3 separate regions of the Mus musculus genome follow, and regions 1 and 3 are each linked to region 2. A link is a contact called in public Hi-C and promoter capture Hi-C data. All regions are on one chromosome and are shown on one strand. Each heading gives the region's core, a stretch centred on a gene start, on an enhancer-like site or on the middle of the called end of the contact. The rest is flanking DNA. Distances are from core to core; before and after follow the strand shown.

Evidence for each region. Hi-C and Micro-C count contacts between places; a contact is called where the count stands out from the background. Capture Hi-C pulls out chosen DNA fragments and counts their contacts.
Region 1: a Hi-C map of B cells shows a contact between it and region 2, with 7 read pairs. The contact joins the promoter of Midn here to the promoter of Abhd17a in region 2. A contact is called at or near these places in 3 of 39 promoter capture datasets (the C10 cell line, liver and pre-B cells), 1 of 484 Hi-C or Micro-C datasets (B cells), 1 of 115 datasets of contacts at active chromatin or transcription factors (pancreatic cancer cells) and 2 of 9 other capture datasets (adipose tissue and liver).
Region 3: a contact with region 2 is called in a promoter capture Hi-C map of adipose tissue. The contact joins the promoter of Rps15 here to the promoter of Abhd17a in region 2. A contact is called at or near these places in 6 of 39 promoter capture datasets (the C10 cell line, cranial neural crest, liver and 2 more), 1 of 115 datasets of contacts at active chromatin or transcription factors (pancreatic cancer cells) and 2 of 9 other capture datasets (adipose tissue and liver).

What each region holds. Positions count from the first base shown.
Region 1 is chr10:80,146,614-80,150,250 of GRCm38.p6, reverse strand. It overlaps Midn (midnolin), which reads right to left and starts at 1,979. Exons shown (of 9, transcript NM_021565.2): 1 at 1,902-1,979; 2 at 1-569. The coding sequence starts at 173.
Region 2 is chr10:80,588,662-80,592,246 of GRCm38.p6, reverse strand. Abhd17a (abhydrolase domain containing 17A) reads left to right here and starts at 1,906. Exons shown (of 5, transcript NM_145421.2): 1 at 1,906-2,072.
Region 3 is chr10:80,290,853-80,294,762 of GRCm38.p6, reverse strand. Rps15 (ribosomal protein S15) reads right to left here and starts at 2,332. Exons shown (of 4, transcript NM_009091.2): 1 at 2,280-2,332; 2 at 1,903-1,988; 3 at 887-1,121; 4 at 649-796. The coding sequence starts at 2,282. The coding sequence ends at 683. It overlaps Gm30682 (a long non-coding RNA gene), which reads left to right. Exons shown (of 3, transcript XR_871874.3): 3 at 1-628.

The sequences.
Region 1 (3,637 bases), core at 730-3,229, 440 kb after region 2:
CGCAGCCCTTCCACGGTCTCGTCGTGGGGCACCGACAGGTCGTAGCGGGTCCCCGTAGTGCTGTGGATCGCCAGGCTCATGGGTGCGGCCGACTCCGTGGCCGTGTTCAGCTCGCAGGCGCCGCCGGGGGCCCCGCGCCGGCAGCTCCGGGCACCGCCGGGCTGCGGCTCCATCCCCGGCGCGCGCTGGAGAACTGGGGGCCTGCGGGTCGCCTCCAATCCTAGCCGGGACTCCCCCGCCGAAACAAGGTCCTCCTCCGCTCCGCGGGCGCCCAGGGACAGGAGCAGTGCGTGCGCCCCTTGGGGAAGGTCCCAACGTTAGGAATTGAGCCGGCAATCAAGAATCCGAGTGGTGCTCCGGGGTCGTGTGGGATCCTTGGGTTGCGCCCCGGGGTGGGGTCTGTGATCCGTTTTCAAGGGCGGATGACAGCGACCTGGGTACGGCACGGGGAGGGTCCTAGAGAAACGGGGCAAGCTATCCTGGTTCGCACGGTGCCTGGATCCCTCTCGGGTCGTGCTACCCCGCGCGTCCCTTCCCTTAGCAACAGCCGCAGCCGCCGCTCGCAAGATCTGGGGGTGAAAGTACGAAGAAAAAAAAAAGTTATCATGTATCAACGTTCCAATGGGCGGGACCACCGCCCCCTCCCATTCACTACTTACTCCGCCGGCCTGGCGGCGGCCAATCAAAACACACAGACCGCCCAGTCCGTCGCGCTACCGGGCCAATGAGAATCGCCGCGGGGCTACCCCACGTGGCAGCGAGACCCTCCCTTTCTCTCCGCCCCGTCCCTTCTGCGTCCAATGGAGATGCCAAGAGGGTTGGGCTGAGGCCGATCCTGACCAGCCCCCGCGACCCCCCACCCGCTCCCAGAGCCATTCATAAGGCCCAAAGACCTTAACAAAGGGCGGGCGGGCCCTGAGGGTAGCGGACCCGAGTTTTAGGACTTAGCACCCCCCCTCCCCGCCCCTCTGCGCGAGCCTAACCCCTTCAGTCCGCAACGGGAGCGGTCGGGAGAAAAGGCTAGGAGCCGGCCATTGTTCCCGAATAAGGAACAGGAAATCGTGGCGCCTCCCCGCTGGGTCTGTCCGGGAAGCTACAGCCTGCGGAAGCTGTCGCTTGAGCCCTGAGCCTCATGGTCAAGGGTCGCGAGCTGGCCTCTCAAGGACAGGGCTGTCTTCCGCCCCCGTGGGTGGGTGGATGCAATGATATTGGAGAACTTGGGCGGAACCCACAGCTTGGGCAGGGCCCTGCAGCTCGGTGACGTGGCTTTGATTAGATCCGTCCCTCCCGAACCAGTGCCACTTCGCGTCCTAACCTAACTCACCCTCAGTTTTTTTTTTTCTGACTTCCCCCCCTCCCAATCCCGGGTCGGCCCGTTTCCCGAGGTGTGCCCGCCCAAGCCGTGACGTGATGCGGCGTCCCCGGCTGCGCCCGCGCGCGCCCCGCTTCGGGCAGCGGTGAGTCAGCAGCCCCGGCGCGCCCTCTGCAGTCCCCGCCCGGGAGCGCTGCCCGAGTCCCGGGGGAGGAGTGCCGTGCGTCTTGGCTGGGGAAGGGGTGCGCCAAGAATTGGGGGTCTGCATGTGGGGAGGGTCCGTTGAGAACCTTTATACTTAGCAATGCAGAGAAGACTTAAGACCGCACATAAAGGGAAACTGAGTCTACAAACAGTTCAAGGTCACTGGCTGAGTGCGGGGGGGGGGGGGGGGTTGGGGGGCGTGAGCTGCAGTCCCGCCAGGGCGGTGCCCATAGTGCGCAGCCCCTCCCACCCCACAAGTTGGAGGGCTCCGGGTCCTGAGGCACACTAGGTGCGGACGATTCAAAGAACAAAGAGTGGGACAGCCTGAGAAGTTTACGGCGGGTGGGGGCCCCTCTCCGTTTCGTGCGGTCCCGCCCCTACTCACCGGCTCCGTAGGTCCTGGGTCACCACTGCTCCAGATGACCTGCGTATGGGTCCTGGCAAGAGGTGGCCGTGCCGGTCTGGGGCCGGGCGGGCGGCCCCTGAGCCTTTATCCGCGCCGCCTTCCCTGGGGTGGAGTTTGGGCGGGCAAGGGGCGGGGGGCCGGGCAATGGTGACGCATTCCCTAACCCCCCCACCCCACCCCACCGCCTGCTGGCCTGGACAGGGACACCGGCCCTAGGGCTTCGCAGCACCCACAGAGCAGTGCCTCAGGGGTGTCACCGACCTGGGTAACTCCTACCTCCCCATGTACTGGGGTTCACCTCACATTAGGATTGGGGGGGTGTTTGGCCTGCTTCCCTGCTCCGCCCCCTTTCCTGTTGGCCTGGTGCTTCCGCCTGGGGGCGCCCGCGTGTGGAAGGGGGGGGCGGAACGGGAAGGGGTTCCTTAGTCAGCAGCCTAGGTCCAGGAAAACAGGGTAGTGTCACCTGCTAGGCAGTAGGTGCCCCTGACAGCTGCCTAGCCTCCTCATCCTTTAACGATGACCTCAGAGGCCATTTCTGTGACGATTCATCCATCCCTGGCCTTGCCTAGGCCAGTCACCTGTGTGACCTCTGAGTAGCCCAGTCCCTAATGCACCCTACACCATAGCATAGTTGGTTCTCACTCCAGCATATGGGTCCCAGAAGTCAGCTCAGGTCATCAGTGGGCTTGGCTGAATGTGTCTGTATCTCCAGGCCCCTCTGGGTTAATTACAAAGTACCAGACAAGCAAAGGAAGGCCTTCTGCAGCCTGGCATGTGTGATCTGTTCTCACAGCACAGATGCATCGGCACATACTGGCCCTGGCCCTGGCCTTTGGGGTGGATACTCACTCACCCACCTATGGACCAAGGAGCCAGCCCTTTGTCATTTGAGCGTGGCCAGACCCTCCATCACTTCCCTAACCTTCCATCTCCTGTCCACGTATGCGGTCTCTTGCACTTATCTGGTCTGAGCACCACCACCACCCTGGGTGCCCCTCCCAGGCCAGTTCCTTCCTAGGTCACCTTCCTCTCTGGCTGATCATTCTGGACAGGCATGCTGGGCCCCCAAGCAGACAGGCGTGCCAGACACTCCCAGTCTCCCAGGGTCATGGTCAGGCCAGAGAACACTTGGAGGCCCAGAGACTTTGAGGGATGAGCAGGAGTTTGTTCAGAAGTACAAACTGAAGCTGCGCAGTGTGGAGGTCAGAGGCAGGGTTTGCCTCTGGAGGGACCTCAGGGAAGGGATAGGTGAGGTGGGCTGGCTCTGACACCATTCAGACTGAAAGCCACTGTAATAAATGCAGGGTGCCCAGACTGCCTGCTTCCTGTCTCTTCTTCCTGTGTGGTCCTTTGTCCTTAGCATGAAGCCCAAGACTCAGTAATCTGTCCAGGCCCTGCCCTCCAGGAAGGTCCCAACCTCCAGGTTCTCAGTCCCGCCCTACTGCTCTGCTGTCCCAGGACACAGCCCAGCCAGCACAGGCTGTCCTGTCCTGAGGCCAGGCTCCAAAGCTCACACCTCCTCATAGGAGATATCTCCCTGAGTTCTGGTGGGGAAGATATGAAGGATTCACACTACAAGGTATACTAGGCCAGGCCAGGCTGCTCTGAGGGCCTCCTGTTGACATCTGTCCAGCCCGATGACCTCAGTGACCTCTGTGGCCCACACACCACTGAGCTGGGAACGTGGGGCTCTAGATGACCATGTTGTGACTTAT
Region 2 (3,585 bases), core at 657-3,156:
GGGAGGGAATGCAGCACAGAAACCAGCTGCCTACACAGCTGGCTCGGAAGGGCGGGAAGATGGGAGCTTTTGCAGCGCGGGTGGGGGGGGTGGGGGACGGGGGACGGGGACGCAGAGGCAAACCGTCTGTACACAACAGTGCAGTCTTCTTTGGTGAGGCTTCCAAGAAGCAGGACAATTAACTGTACAGAGTTAGCATCAGTAATTTGAAGGCTACAACAGAACTACACAATGAGTTCCAGACTGGCCTGATCTATATAGCATGAGGTCCTGTCTTAAAAAACTAGACGGGGAGCCGGGCGGTGGTGGCACACGCCTTTAATCCCAGCACTTGGGAGGCAGAGGCAGGCAGATTTCTGAGTTCGAGGCCAGCCTGGTCTACAGAGTGAGTTCCAGGACAGCCAGGGCTATACAGAGAAACCCTGTCTTGAACCCCCCCCCCCAAAAAAAAACCCCAAAAATACAAAAAAACAAAAAACCTAGTCGGGGATGCTGGAGGAATGGCTCAATGGTTGAGAGCATGTACAGTAGGTGGGTGCAATTCAAGGTGCATGCCTTTAATCCCAGCATTTGGTAGAGGTAGGCAGATCTCTGAGTTCAAGTCCCTGGACTAGAATGAGTTCCAGGACAACCAAGGATACAAAGAGAAAGACTACAAGAAACAAAGAACATTTACTGCTTTTGTGAAGAACCTGGGTTTGGTTCCCAGAACCCATGTAGTGGCTCACCAGCAACCCAACTGCCCATAACTCTAGTTCTTGGGAATTTGACACCCCCTCCCTGGGTACATTTGTTGTGCACACACATGAGTGCAAAGCACACATACATATAAAATAAACAGATAAAGAACACCCTCTGCCCCCTACACTCAACTCAAAACGAGGGCCAGTGAGATGGCTCAGTGGGTAAAAGACTCTTGCCAGAAAACCTGAGTTTAATCTCAGGGACTCACTCGGTAGAACAGAGAGGATTCCCACAAACTGTTTTCTGACCTCCACAGGCGCTCCATGGCGCAGTAATGTAAATACACAGACAAATAAAATTGGGTTGTAGGGTGCTGGTGAGATGATTCAGCGGGTAAGAGCATCGACTGCTCTTCCGAAGGTTCTGAGTTCAAATCCCAGCAACCATATTGTGGCTCACAACCATCCACAACGAGATCTGACGCCCTCTTCTGGAGTATCTGAACACAGTTACAGTGTACTTACATATAATAAATAAATAAACATAAAATAAAAAAAATTGGGTTGTAAAGGTGTTTTGCCTATGTGTCTGTCGGGTATCTGAAGAAGCCTGAAATGGGAGTAGATTCTCCTGGAAATGGAGTTACAGGTGGTTGAGAACCACCTTGTGGGTCCTGGGATGTGTAGTGTTCTTAAAGGGTGAACACCTCTCCAGCTCCTGTCTTGAGATCCTGAGAGAAACTCATTTTATTGCCTCTTCCAGGAATTCACGGAGGGGATGAGCAGATGGGGTGGAGGGGGAAGGCAAGGATAATTTAACCAATCAACTGGGAATGCAAATCCCATCCTCTGAACGCAGCCCTACTCCGGTCAAAGTCACACCCTATCCAGGTCCTGCCCCCAGACCATTCGGTTCCGCCTTTATTCCAGGCCCCGCCCCCAGACCGCTCTTCACCGGGCACCTTGTCGCCAGCCAAGCTTCTTCAGACCATTCACCTTCACTTCTATTGAGGCCCCGCCCCCATATAAAGCCCCGCCCGCATAACCAAGTCCCGCCTTCCATCTTGAGCCCCGCCCAGAAATCCGACTCCTCCTTCTCATGGCCCCACCTCCAGCACATGTACCGCCCTCACAACAACCTACCCAATCCGCTTCGCGGTCGCTTTGCTCCGCCCCCATAAACAGCCAGAGGCCTCCTCGCTTGCGCATTCGCCTCGCATCACTTCCGGGGGCGGTGTTAGGTCAAGCTCACTTCCGCCCGCGGCGGAGCTGCGGTGGTGGCGGTGCAGGAGGCTGGGTCGGGGTCCCCGGGGGACAGACAGACGGACGCACGGGCGGGCGGCCGGGAGCCATGGAGTGCGGCCCCCGGGCCGGCGGGCGCGGGCGGCGGTGAGTGCAGGCGGGCGGGCGCGCGCGGGCTGCGGCGGTTTATGGTGTGGGGCCGAATCGAGCGGGGGCCCTGCGTCCGAGACCTCCCTGCGCTCTCCGGGGATGGCTGTGAGACCAGCGCACCCACCGTGTCCCTGGCATCCCCATGTCCCAGTGCAGCGATCCTGGAGCAGTCGCTTAACCTCCTCAGGACACGGCTGTGTCCCCAAGAAACGCCCGGGCCAGCCGCAGACCCAGGCCACTGTCCCACACCCTCTCTGTCTACATCTGTCTGCTGACATTCACCGGCCACCTTTGCCACTCACCTGGCGTCTTCCTGCCAGCGGGGGCCCACTGCAGGCTTCCTTTCTGCAGCCCAGGACTCCTTTATGGTTCCTCATCACCCCCACGATGAAGCCCTCTTGCTGAAGCACCCTCTTGCTGAGGGTGCAGCTTGAGCAGACCCTGCTCCCCTGGGAGCCCTTGCAGTTTTTCGAATCCTCTCCTGCTGCCCGGGTTTACCTCTGCGGTCCTCTGTCACTGAGCTATTTCCTTTTTTTCACGTGTGTGCGCCCACGCAGAGGACAGCTTCCTGAAGTCAGTCCTCTCCTACCATGCTGGTCCCCTGATCCAAATCGGATTTTCAAACTTGGTAGCAAGTGCCTTTACCTGCTGAGCCACCTCCCTCAACCCTACATTCTTTGAACTCTTCAGCTCCTAGAGGGTTGCCTCCCTACTATGACTGGCCCGGTGAGGCATGCCAGAGCAGACAGTCATATGTAGGTCATCCTAGAGCCCTTACAGTAGCTTGGTTGCTTGTAACACCAGGGCCTGGTTTTATGTCTGTGATCACAATGCTTGGGCTTTGTGGCAGTGAGTGAATAATCCCGGCTTACAGTACCCAGTGGCCCCATCTGTGACATGAGGTCCCACATGCTGTCTGTCCTCTCCATATAACACTGGCAGGTCCCAGAGGCTTATGTCTTTAATGTCTTTCTTCCACAGCTTTATTTTCTCTGGCTGCCCTGCACATGGTTGTTGAGTGGAAGTGGGTCTTCCAGGTCCTGCCCCATGCAGGATGGAGAACTAGTTAACTGTAGAAGTATCTGGAATCATGACTGAGAGTTCCTCCCCATATGGCAGACTCAGGATACTGGCATACGTAGGGACAGCCACAGGCAGGAAACTGAGGCCTCCCCTTGCTTGACTTGTCTAGAAAACATACTGCAGGTTGAGACCCCAGAAATTACACACCTGATAAGATGTGTGGCTAGGCATGAGGTCTGTGACTAGGAGGAGGAAGGACAACTCTAGAAGGGAGGTCACTCAATAGGTGTGTGCTGCAGAAAGTGTCAAAGTAGCGAGGGCCAAGCCTTTGACACGGAATGATAGCGGCGGCTGAGATGGACCTTCGTAAGGTTAGAGTGCAGTTGGGGAAAGGTTCAGGTGGTGGTTGATGGAACCAGCAGGCTTAAAGATGATGGGAGTGACCCGGAGGGGAGTGTGAGGGACAGCACTCCCTTTCCTGGCCTTG
Region 3 (3,910 bases), core at 1,083-3,582, 300 kb after region 2:
ACATTCCCAGAGGGAAAATGTTTACTAACAAGGCTGCAAGCCTTTAGTCTCAGCATGCCAGATGCAGGTGGACGCAAGTTCCAGGCCGACAGACTAAGGAAAACAAGCCACTGAACATGGTGCCTGTAATTGGTCCCAGCACCAGGGCCTGAAGCCAGCCTGGTGAACTCAAAGAAAGCCTGCCTTAGAAACAGGCCAGGGGTTCTCTCCACTGCAGATGTCAATTGTGTCAGCATTCCACAAGTAGGAGGCTAAGCCTGTCACACTGCCAGCATAGGCTTTGGTGACATGCTTGAGGTCTTCCAGAACACGTGCTATCCCAGGTCACAGAATGAAGCTCCAGGTAAAAGAAGCACCCTTACGCAGGCTGCAGCAGGTCCCCTTGTGTGTCCACTGTCACTGCAGTTCCCCCCCCCAAGACCCAAACCCAGGGAGCAGCCCCTTGCCCTTCCTGATGCTCAGCTCTGCCGTGCATGCTGGGCAGCTTGAAAGCGGAGACTGCAGCAGAGATGACGTGGACATGGACGTGAGCCCCTTACATGTAACTGTTCACCTTCATTCTGGTGGACTGTGACAGCCACCCAAAAGGCTCCAGGTTCCACACACAGGGACCAACCCAATCCCCAGAAAAAAAACAAAAACCCAGAATCCAGGGACCAAAACCAGTCTTTATTGGCCTCGGCTACTTGAGGGGGATGAATCGGGAGGAGTGGGTGGCACCGATCCCGGGCCGGCCGTGCTTCACGGGTTTGTAGGTGATGGAGAACTCGCCCAGGTAGTGGCCGATCATCTCTGGCTGCAGGTTGAGAGGAGGAAGCAGAGTGGTGTGAGCAGCTTTGGCACAGAGAAAAGCCACCCACCCAGCCACTCCCGGACCACAACTCACTTTGATCTCCACCTGGTTGAAGGTCTTGCCGTTGTACACGCCCACCATGCTACCCACCATCTCCGGCAGGATGATCATGTCCCTCAGGTGCGTCTTCACCACCTCAGGCTTCTCCATGGGTGGTGCCTCCTTTTTGGCCTTTCTCAAGCGCTTGAGCAGTGAGTGTTGCTTCCGCCGAAGACCACGGTTCAGGCGCCTCCTCTGGCGGGCGCTGTACAGCTGCATCAGTTGCTCACTGTGGGAGAAGGGGGTGGTTTGGAGACCCGGGGACAGCATGCTGCGCCAGCACTGCTCCATTTCTTTCACACCCAGAAAGGAACATGCCGGGAGCTCACTAAAGACAAGTCCTCCATAGCACTGCCGTCAACCTTCAGGGCACAACCCTCTAAAATGAATCCACCAGCTTCCACAGGCAGTGACGTAAGCCGAGATCAAACCTTTTCCTTTGACAGCCCACCCAGACAAATTACCTATCCGTGGTTGATTTTCCCCAAGGTCACAGGGAGGCCTGTGAGCCCAGTCAGCGGGAGACTGAGGCAAGGTAGTTCTGTCTACATAAGACTGTCGAACACTGCACAACTGTAGCAGGGGCCGAGTTGAGGTCACAATCTAGAGCGCTTGCCTAGGAGGCTAGGACGCCCCGAGTTTGATGCTCTGCACCGTGATGGTGACCCAAACATTAGGGAGGTTGAGAGGATCAGGAGTTCGAGGAGAGCCTGGGCTACACGGGTCCCTTTTTTTTTTTCCGACTCAAGAGTTTCTCTGTGTAGCCCTGGCTGTCCTGGAACTCGCTCTGCAGACCAGGCTGGCCTCGAACTCAGAATTCCCCTGCCTCTGCCTCCCAAGTGCTGGGATTAAGTCGTGCGCCACCATTGCCCGGCACTCGAGACCCTTCCTTGCCTCTCCCATGTGACATGTGCAAAGGTTCTGGCTCTATTTCCAGCACCACCCACAGAAAAGGAAAATGTACAAACGGGCCAGCGACCCGGCGGGACTAAGGTGACGGGGCCTCTTACTAGGACATGTCGAGCAGTTGGTCGAGGTCTACGCCACGGTAGGTGAACTTGCGGAAGGTGCGCTTCTTCTTCTGCTCCACTTCGGCCTGCGTGAGCGCGAGTCGGGGTTAGCAGGGGCTCGGCAACCTTACCCGGGAGCCCAGGGACCTGAGCTGCGCGAGCCGCGCTCCTCTAAGCTACGGCGGACGGGCGAGGGGACACACAGCCCCGCGGCCGCCCGCAGCCATCCGGGCCCTTCCGCACCCGCCATCCGCAGTCTCCGGGCACCCGAGCACATCGCTACATCCCCAGGCAGCGAGTCCAGAGTCTTGCGAAAGGGCCCCGGGAGGATGGCGACGGATACCCGGGAGCACAGACCGCCGTGCACGAATACTCACCATCTTGGCGGTTACTCGGAAAAGGAAGTACGGGCTGCGCTTGCGCAGTTATCGCGAGCTCTGCCGGGAGGGCCCGCCTCCACCGCTCAACAGCTTCCGCTCTGCGGATACTCGCCATTGCCCCCCGCTGTCCGGAGGCCAGAGCAAAAGCGCCGCTACCCTCCGGAGGGGCGTGGCTCCCTTTGGGGTTTTTGTTAGTGTGTCTGTCTCTCTGTCCCTGGTTTTCTTTGTCTTCTCTGTCTCTGTGTTTCTGCCTCTCTCATGTACAAGGTCTCAAGCAGTGATTCTCAACCCGTGGGTCACAGCCTCTTTGGAGGTGGCATATCAGATATCCTGCATATCAGATATTTACAATTATGATTCCTAATAGCAAAATATATACATACATTTTTGGGGGAGACGGAGGTTCAAGACAGGGACTCTGTGTAGGCCTGGCTGTCCTGAAACTCGCTCTGTAGAACAGGCTGGCCAGAGGCTAATCCCAAGTGCTGGGATTAAAGGCGTGAGCTACCACCTCCAGGCTGTCTGCTTTTCTTGTGGGATGTGTGAGCCTACCACCTCAAAAGTGAGTGGTTAATTAGAAGACAACTTGGAGAGATCAGTGCTCTCTTTCCACCATCCTGGGACTTGGCTTTAGACTCCCTGACCCAGTGAGTGTTTCGTTTTATAATAAAATAGAAGCCAGGTGTGATGGCACAAGTCTTTGTCTTTTTTTTGTTTTGTTTTTTCGAGACAGGGTTTCTCTGTATAGCCCTGGCTGTCCTGGAACTCACTTTGTAGACCAGGCTGGCCTCTAACTCAGAAATCCACCTGCCTCTGCCTCCCAAGTGCTGGGATTAAAGGCGTGTGCCACCACGCCCGGCAAGTCTTTGTCTTTAATCCCAGCTCTTGGGCTACACAGAGAAACCCTATCTCAAAAAACGAAAAACCAGAGAGAGAGAGAGAGAGAGAGAGAGAGAGAGAGAATATGAATGAATGTTGGAAAGGAAGCCGCATTTTCTATTTTTGTTTTGTTTTGTTTTGTTTTTCAAGACAGGGTTTCTCTGTGTAGCCCTGGCTGTCCTGGAACTCAATCTGTAGACCAGGCTGGCCTTGAACTCAGAAATCCGCCTGCCTCTGCCTCCCAAATGCTGGGATTAAAGGTGTGCACCACCACGCCCAGCTCCAACATTTTCTCTCTTATCTAGTGTTGGGGGTTGGAAGGCTAGGAGGAAAAAGGTGGAGAAGGATGGAAGAAAAAGAAGCCCACGAAGTAGCAAAGTCCAGCAGAGGCACGTGTAGCACACAGAAGGCAGAGCGGTCTGTGAATTCCAGGCCAGCCAGGGATGCATAGAAAGACCATCCCTGTCTTTAAAGAGAGAGGAGAGGTAGGACAGTAGTGGCCAGGACAGCCAGGGCTGCATAGAGAAACATCATGTGAAAAAACCAAGCCGGGCATGGTGGCGCACGCCTTTAATTCCAGTACTCTGGAGGCAGAGGCAGGTGGATTTCTGAGTTTGAGGCCAGCCTGGTCTACAAAGTGAGTTCCAGGACAGCCAGGGCTATACAGAGAAACCCTGTCTCGAAAAACCAAAAAAAAAAAAAAAGAGAATACTCCCTTGGGCCGGGCGGTGGTGGCACACACCTTTAAT